Linked DNA regions of Zea mays: region 1 is linked to region 2. The links are chromatin contacts, called in public Hi-C maps. All regions are on one chromosome and are shown on one strand. Each heading gives the region's core, a stretch centred on a gene start, on an enhancer-like site or on the middle of the called end of the contact. The rest is flanking DNA. Distances are from core to core; before and after follow the strand shown. Region 1 has its middle 50 kb from the start of LOC109940844. Region 2 has its middle 6.8 kb from the start of LOC103632488.

The links. A called contact is a pair of places that touch in the nucleus more often than the background predicts.
Region 1: a Hi-C map of leaf shows a contact between it and region 2, with 7 times the contacts expected there. The contact joins two enhancer-like sites. A contact is called at or near these places in 2 of 25 Hi-C or Micro-C datasets (endosperm and leaf).

The regions. Positions count from the first base shown.
Region 1 is chr7:79,400,315-79,403,325 of Zm-B73-REFERENCE-NAM-5.0, reverse strand. No RefSeq gene overlaps it. Among protein-coding and RNA genes, the nearest start is that of LOC109940844, 50 kb to the left of the region's middle. Within about 2 kb of position 1,640, at least 17 of the 20 cell types and tissues checked have an H3K27ac peak or open chromatin away from gene starts, as enhancers often do. A contact at or near this core is called in leaf, where this site is marked.
Region 2 is chr7:79,122,893-79,125,819 of Zm-B73-REFERENCE-NAM-5.0, reverse strand. No RefSeq gene overlaps it. Among protein-coding and RNA genes, the nearest start is that of LOC103632488, 6.8 kb to the right of the region's middle. Within about 2 kb of position 1,404, at least 18 of the 20 cell types and tissues checked have an H3K27ac peak or open chromatin away from gene starts, as enhancers often do. A contact at or near this core is called in leaf, where this site is marked.

The DNA of each region.
Region 1 (3,011 bases), core at 391-2,890, 280 kb before region 2:
GCTCCAGCTCCATACTTGCGCTAAAACTGAACATGGACTTTGGGAATTGGGGCAGCACCAGCTAATTCAAATTGTTGCTTAAAATTATGGAAATGATCACTGATTTTAGGAACAACAATGTTGGCTGCATGGGGGGCATGTCCATTTAGAAGAAATCATTGATATAGTGGTACCTCAGAGTAGATAGAGTAAACCAATCATTGTACTCCTTCCTTCCTCGGACTTGAAGGTAGCTTCAGCTTGGTTTCCTGTTCCTCGGTGTCTTCTGAAGAAACAAGAGAAACATGTTTCAGTTGCTGGTCCTACTTTCTTGTCCTGCCAGAATACCCTAATTCACGCTCTGTCGATACTATCTCCGCCTGCCTCAAGGCTGGCATGTTCAGTATTTGTTCACTCCCTGTATCTACAACACGATAATCGTTCTTGTTTCCTTTCACTTCAAAAGTTGTTGGCATGTCGATGCAAGTCGAGGAGCCTCGATCTTGTTCTTGCTTATGTCATTGATTTTCATGGGTTGTGTTGGCTGTAGTGATTTATTCCTGCCACAGTTATTTAGGGTCGAATGACCTTCGTTTATATATTTGTACTGATCTATGAATCATTTCTCATGTTTATTTCTTATGAACAAATTAGAATGAAACGTGTGGATGGGATCACTTGTGTTATTGTGGCCACTAGATATTTGTCACTTCAAGGTTTTGAAGCAGCTCACGTTATAGCTTGTGGAGCAGAAGGGTGCAAACGATGAGGTACTCCTAGCTATCTTGTTTCCTTCTTTGTTCCATCTCATGTTTCATTAGTGATTAGAACTACAATCATCAAATGATGGATTTGACTAGACTTGTTCTACTTGTACTTTTTTGTGTGCATTGCAGAACATGGAGGTGGCGGTTGAGAGGAGCTTGCGGAACCTGCCAAGCGGCAGGGACCAATGGATGGGCTGGAGGCGCTAGCTGACAGCTTGTGTGTGCTATATAGTCGCCCGTTAGCTCCATATATATATGTACAACACTAGCAACTCAACTTAAATTCGCTGGAAGATTGTATTTATATGTGCAACCATTAAAACGGTGTATGCTAATGTCCAATTCTGTTGTATTCTATTTTTTATAAACTTGCAAGCTATTATTTGTGTCATGGCCATTGTACACATGTATGCTTTGTACGGTGCACTTGCATCTGTCTCTATTTCACTCTCTCACTCATCTGCTTTTTTATGCTTCTCTTTCAGATATACTATTGAACACAAAGATAACCAAACATTTTGTCCAAAATTTTGTATTGCGTTGCTACGCATGGACACCTAACTAGATGGGCTTCCGAGCAAACTTTCTCCAGACCCCCAAGGAAATATAAGATCCGATCAGATATGTATCGATGCTCATCCCAGCGTACTCCCGTTGCAACGCACGGGCACACACCTAGTGATTTCAAAACAAGTTAAAAGCCTTGGAAACAAACATAAAAAGAATAAAATTAAAGAATTGGGAAGGAATTGTCGCGCCTGGGCCAGAACCCGCACCCCGGCCCAATTTCTCTGCCCTGGGAGGGGGCCCTGAATTTTTCATCCCTCCACGGTTCCTGCTGCCAGGTGGGCCAATTGGCCGGTGGACCCAACTTCGCGCGCGCGTTCACCGTTCGGGGCTGACCTGTGGGCCAACGTCGCTAGCATCGCCTCTCCCCTATGCATCCTCTCAATTACTCACTGCCAAGTGGGGCCAAGTCGCCAGGACCTCCTTCTTTGCGGCATTCCGTTGAGATTGGAGCGCCCGCATAGGGATTGTAGCAAACTCCAAAACTGCCACCTGGCTTCCTTGGGGTCGGTGGTCTGGAGTATATGGTTGGAACCCGGGCTCGCCCATCCCCTTTTCGGTCGAGCAACCTGAGGGTAAGACCGGCGCCATTATCGCAAGCAAGCGGTGACGAAGCCGCTGCGCCCGTTCTTCGCGCTGTCGTCATCTAAAAGGGGGCAAGAAGGGATCACTGGAGTTCGCGAGAGTGCGTGGATCGTCTATGAGCTAGAGCTAGCCCCTTTGCGTGTGGATCATCGGTGTCCAGCGAATTTGTCACCGGAGTACTTCCGCGCCACGGCAACATGGTCGACCGTGGTCGGCATATCTGGGCGCCCAGGTAGCCGGTGAGTCCTTATCTATTGAGTTCCTTGCCTCCTCTGCATTTGTTTTCGGGGATTGCCAGTGGGGGAGGGCAGACCTGGGGTTGGCTGTCGGCCGTTGGTACGTGGATGAACGATCCAGATTAGAACTCAAATACCTCTTCGCCTATTTTGAATCTCGGCCATAGATGGTGACCTGGATGGTTCCGATGCGATCTTGCGTAATTGAAAATTGAGCCGTGGATTGTTGATCCTATGGACCACACTGCGTACTGGTTCGGTGTGGGCTGGGTCTAATCTGCACTGCCAGATAGAGATCGGACGGATCTGATAACCGATATCCTTTTGGGTGTGGGCAGTTGCATAAGAGCCCCTGCCTCTATATATATATTTAACCTATAGTCTAGGTTAGTTTAAAGATCTCTACAAGTGAGTCCATAAATTAATAAAACGAACCCTGTCCTTTCTGGAATTATGACCCGCAGTCCATAGTCGTTGATTTGAGTAAATAAAAATCTAGAAAATGATTTCTAGTATAGAAATAATTCTAGAATCCTAGTTAATTCATAATTAATTCATTTTAAATCCTTTTTGATCCGTTCTAGTTGCATTAGGTTCGTATTAATATTAACTACAATCTAGTAACCATATTTTGTTATGAAACATGTTGTCGAAATCGAGCACTAAATTGGTTTAGCCTATGTTAAATTTATCAAAGCATATAAAATTTCAGAAACCCGTATCTCCTTAATTATAACTCCGAGTTTAGTCGTTCTCAAACCTACTACCTCATAGCAACACGTAGATCATTATTATGCAGTTTGTTCTCATGTTTGGTGTGATGTTGATTTTTGCCTATACCATGTTTGTATGTATTGTTGCGAGTAGACGAGTTAGT
Region 2 (2,927 bases), core at 155-2,654:
GTATTACTACGAGTAGCAGCGAGGTCACGAGAAACCCGAAGACCAACTTGGTGAGGTACTTGGAGTTGCACCAAAAAGGCAAGTTGTGCCCTTGATCACTCTTCTTTACCTAATAATGTTCTCTGTCAATCACTGTGACATGCTCAGGTTAATTTGATGGGACCTAATATGTTTCCCTAGTTTTGTTTACCCCACACCTTGGAAACAAATGAACTATTGGGTAGACTCGCTATTGCTCTACTTGGTTTTGGATTAATGTTATATTGAATTATGATCATGTTCCATTAATATTGCTGGTTTAATTATTGTTCATGTTCATATTATTATATTAAATTGAACATGGAGAGACCACCCGGGAAAATAGTGCTACCACAAGGGTGGAATGGGACTCCCTTCGCTCCATGTTCCAATTAACAATATGATCTTATCATAAATAATAATTAAACAACAACATAATTGGAACATGATCGTAATAAAACATTAGTTTACCAAAGCCAGGTAGAGCAATAGCAAATCTACCCAATAATTCATCTGTTTATAGGTGGGGATACACAATGCTAGGGAATCCTATTAGGTCCCATCAAATTAACCTGAGCATGTCACAGTGATTACCAAGAACATTATTTGGTTAAGAAAAGTGATCAAGGACACAACTTGCCTTAGACTCGAGATTCCAGGTACCAAGATGATCTTTAGATTCTCGTGACTTCACTTCTATTCGTAGCAATACAAACAAACATGATATAGACAAAATTAACATCACACCAAACATAAGCACAAACTGCATAATAATATTCTACGCGTCGTAACAAGATCGCAGGTTCGAGAAACACTAAAATCGGAATTACGGTTAAAGAGTTATGATTTTCTGAAAATTTAGGTGTTCAATATATAATAAACTAACTGCATAATTTTAATCTATGTTTCATGACTAAATATTGTCATTAGATGATAAACAATTTTAATATGAGATTAATGCAACTGGAATGGATCAAAAAGAAGTTAAGACGAAGGAGATATGGATTTTCTAAGGTTCTAGATTTATTTTTACAGCAAAAACAATTTCCAGAAATATTTTATAACATCAAGGGCTGTTTTGTAAAATCCGAGGATCTAACCGTAATTGTATTCAACCAGACAGGGATGGCGGGTTATTTTCGGAAACATCCAAGGGTTCTTTAACAAATATCCCTGCGACCGAGAGCTAGATTTCATCCGAGCCTCCCGATCCCGAATTCAGGGCTGAGATTAGAAAGCTGAAGGGGTACGCGAACATCTAATCTGATCCGCCCATTTCGATCCCACGATCCAGAATCGATGATGGCAGGATCTAATCGTAGCCGCCCGCGGATGAATCGATGGCATGGATCACACGCAGCGAAAGGGTACACTTAGGTCTAAATCTAGCCGTCGAGCAATAGATGGACGGTCCAGGCGCTTTCTTCCTCACGGGATCACGCCAGCGGCAAAGCCTGGGCAAACCACGGCGGCGCCATTGCCACCATTCCCGGATCTCGTAACCTACACAACGAACCTGATCCCTATGGTGCTACGCGTAGCGGGGGTTGGGGCGAGTCCACGGGGCAAGGTCTTACCGGTGATTAGGCTCCAGGAGTTCATGCCCACGACGCACGGCGGTGCTCTGCCGAATTCACGACGCCGGTGAGCAATTTATTGCCCTACGGTCACCCTTAATGCTCGGATGATAGCGGGGAAATGCGAGACGGATGTCGGTACTCGCCCCTCCACGCGAATCGATGGTTCGAGGATGGTTAACACCCGAGGTCGACAATGGTGACACCCCTCGCCCAACCCATGTTCTCTGCTCCCCACAACCGTTTTGGTCGGGCTCGAGAACCGTGTGCGGTGAAAGGAGGAGAGGAAACAGAGGGAAAGAGGTCGCCGACCACCAATTTATCTCCCGAGTTTCGGTTGGGGAGCGGCCGTTAGCGATCTTCGATGACGGCGGCGACAATCCCGCGTGTGTTGTTGGGGTGGGGAAAGGAGGTGCACCGAGTGGGTCCACCGGCCAGTCGGAGACGGGTGCGGTGCGGAGCGGGTAATTGAGCCAGAGCAGCTGACGACCGTTCCGCAGCGACTCCGCGCAGCAACGTTTCCCCGATGAGGGCCTGACAGGCGGGCCCACCTGCCGGCACCAAAAAGGCCCTCGACCAGTGCGCGAGTGGGCTTGCGCAGTTCGCCAAGTTAGGCCGAGGTCATGTAAATCTGACCCAAAAACTACTTTTCTTTTCTTTTTCTTTTCTATTTTAATTTCCACATTTTAACTTCAAATTCAAATATGGGTTTCAAATTCTATTCTAAATGCAACATCCAAAATATATGCATGAATGGAAAATATATTTTTATAAACATATATATATTTATATTAATTATTTATTTCCTTGTTTAGTTAAAGGCTCAAAATGTGCCATGCACACATTCACTTCATTTTAGGAAAAATATTACTTTTGAGTATGTGATCAAATTTTAAGTTAATAAAAATGAGTATCCTTTATTTCACTTATTTAGGGAAAGTAAAATACAATCTTTACTAGGAATCATTTTACTTAAAAATACTTTTTCAAGAGTGATATAGTTTACATAGGAGATAATAAAAAAATCTTTCTTCTAATTATTAATTTCAACTTACACTTTCGTTTCAAGATTTAAATCTAAGTTTTGAACTACACAACTTTTAATAGTACTATTTATTTGCTTTAGGGAATACACTTTATAAAGAATTAAAATCACTATTAAATGACATTTTATCTTAAATCTTTTGGAGAATGCTTTAAATCATCAAAATGTGATTTTGAGTGTTATATCTTCCTAACGAAATTTTCAGCCCAGCGCCGGCCCGAACGCGCCGCCCCCGCCTCCGCCTCCGCCCCAACGCGCCGCGCCACGCCGCCCCTGCCCCTGGCTCA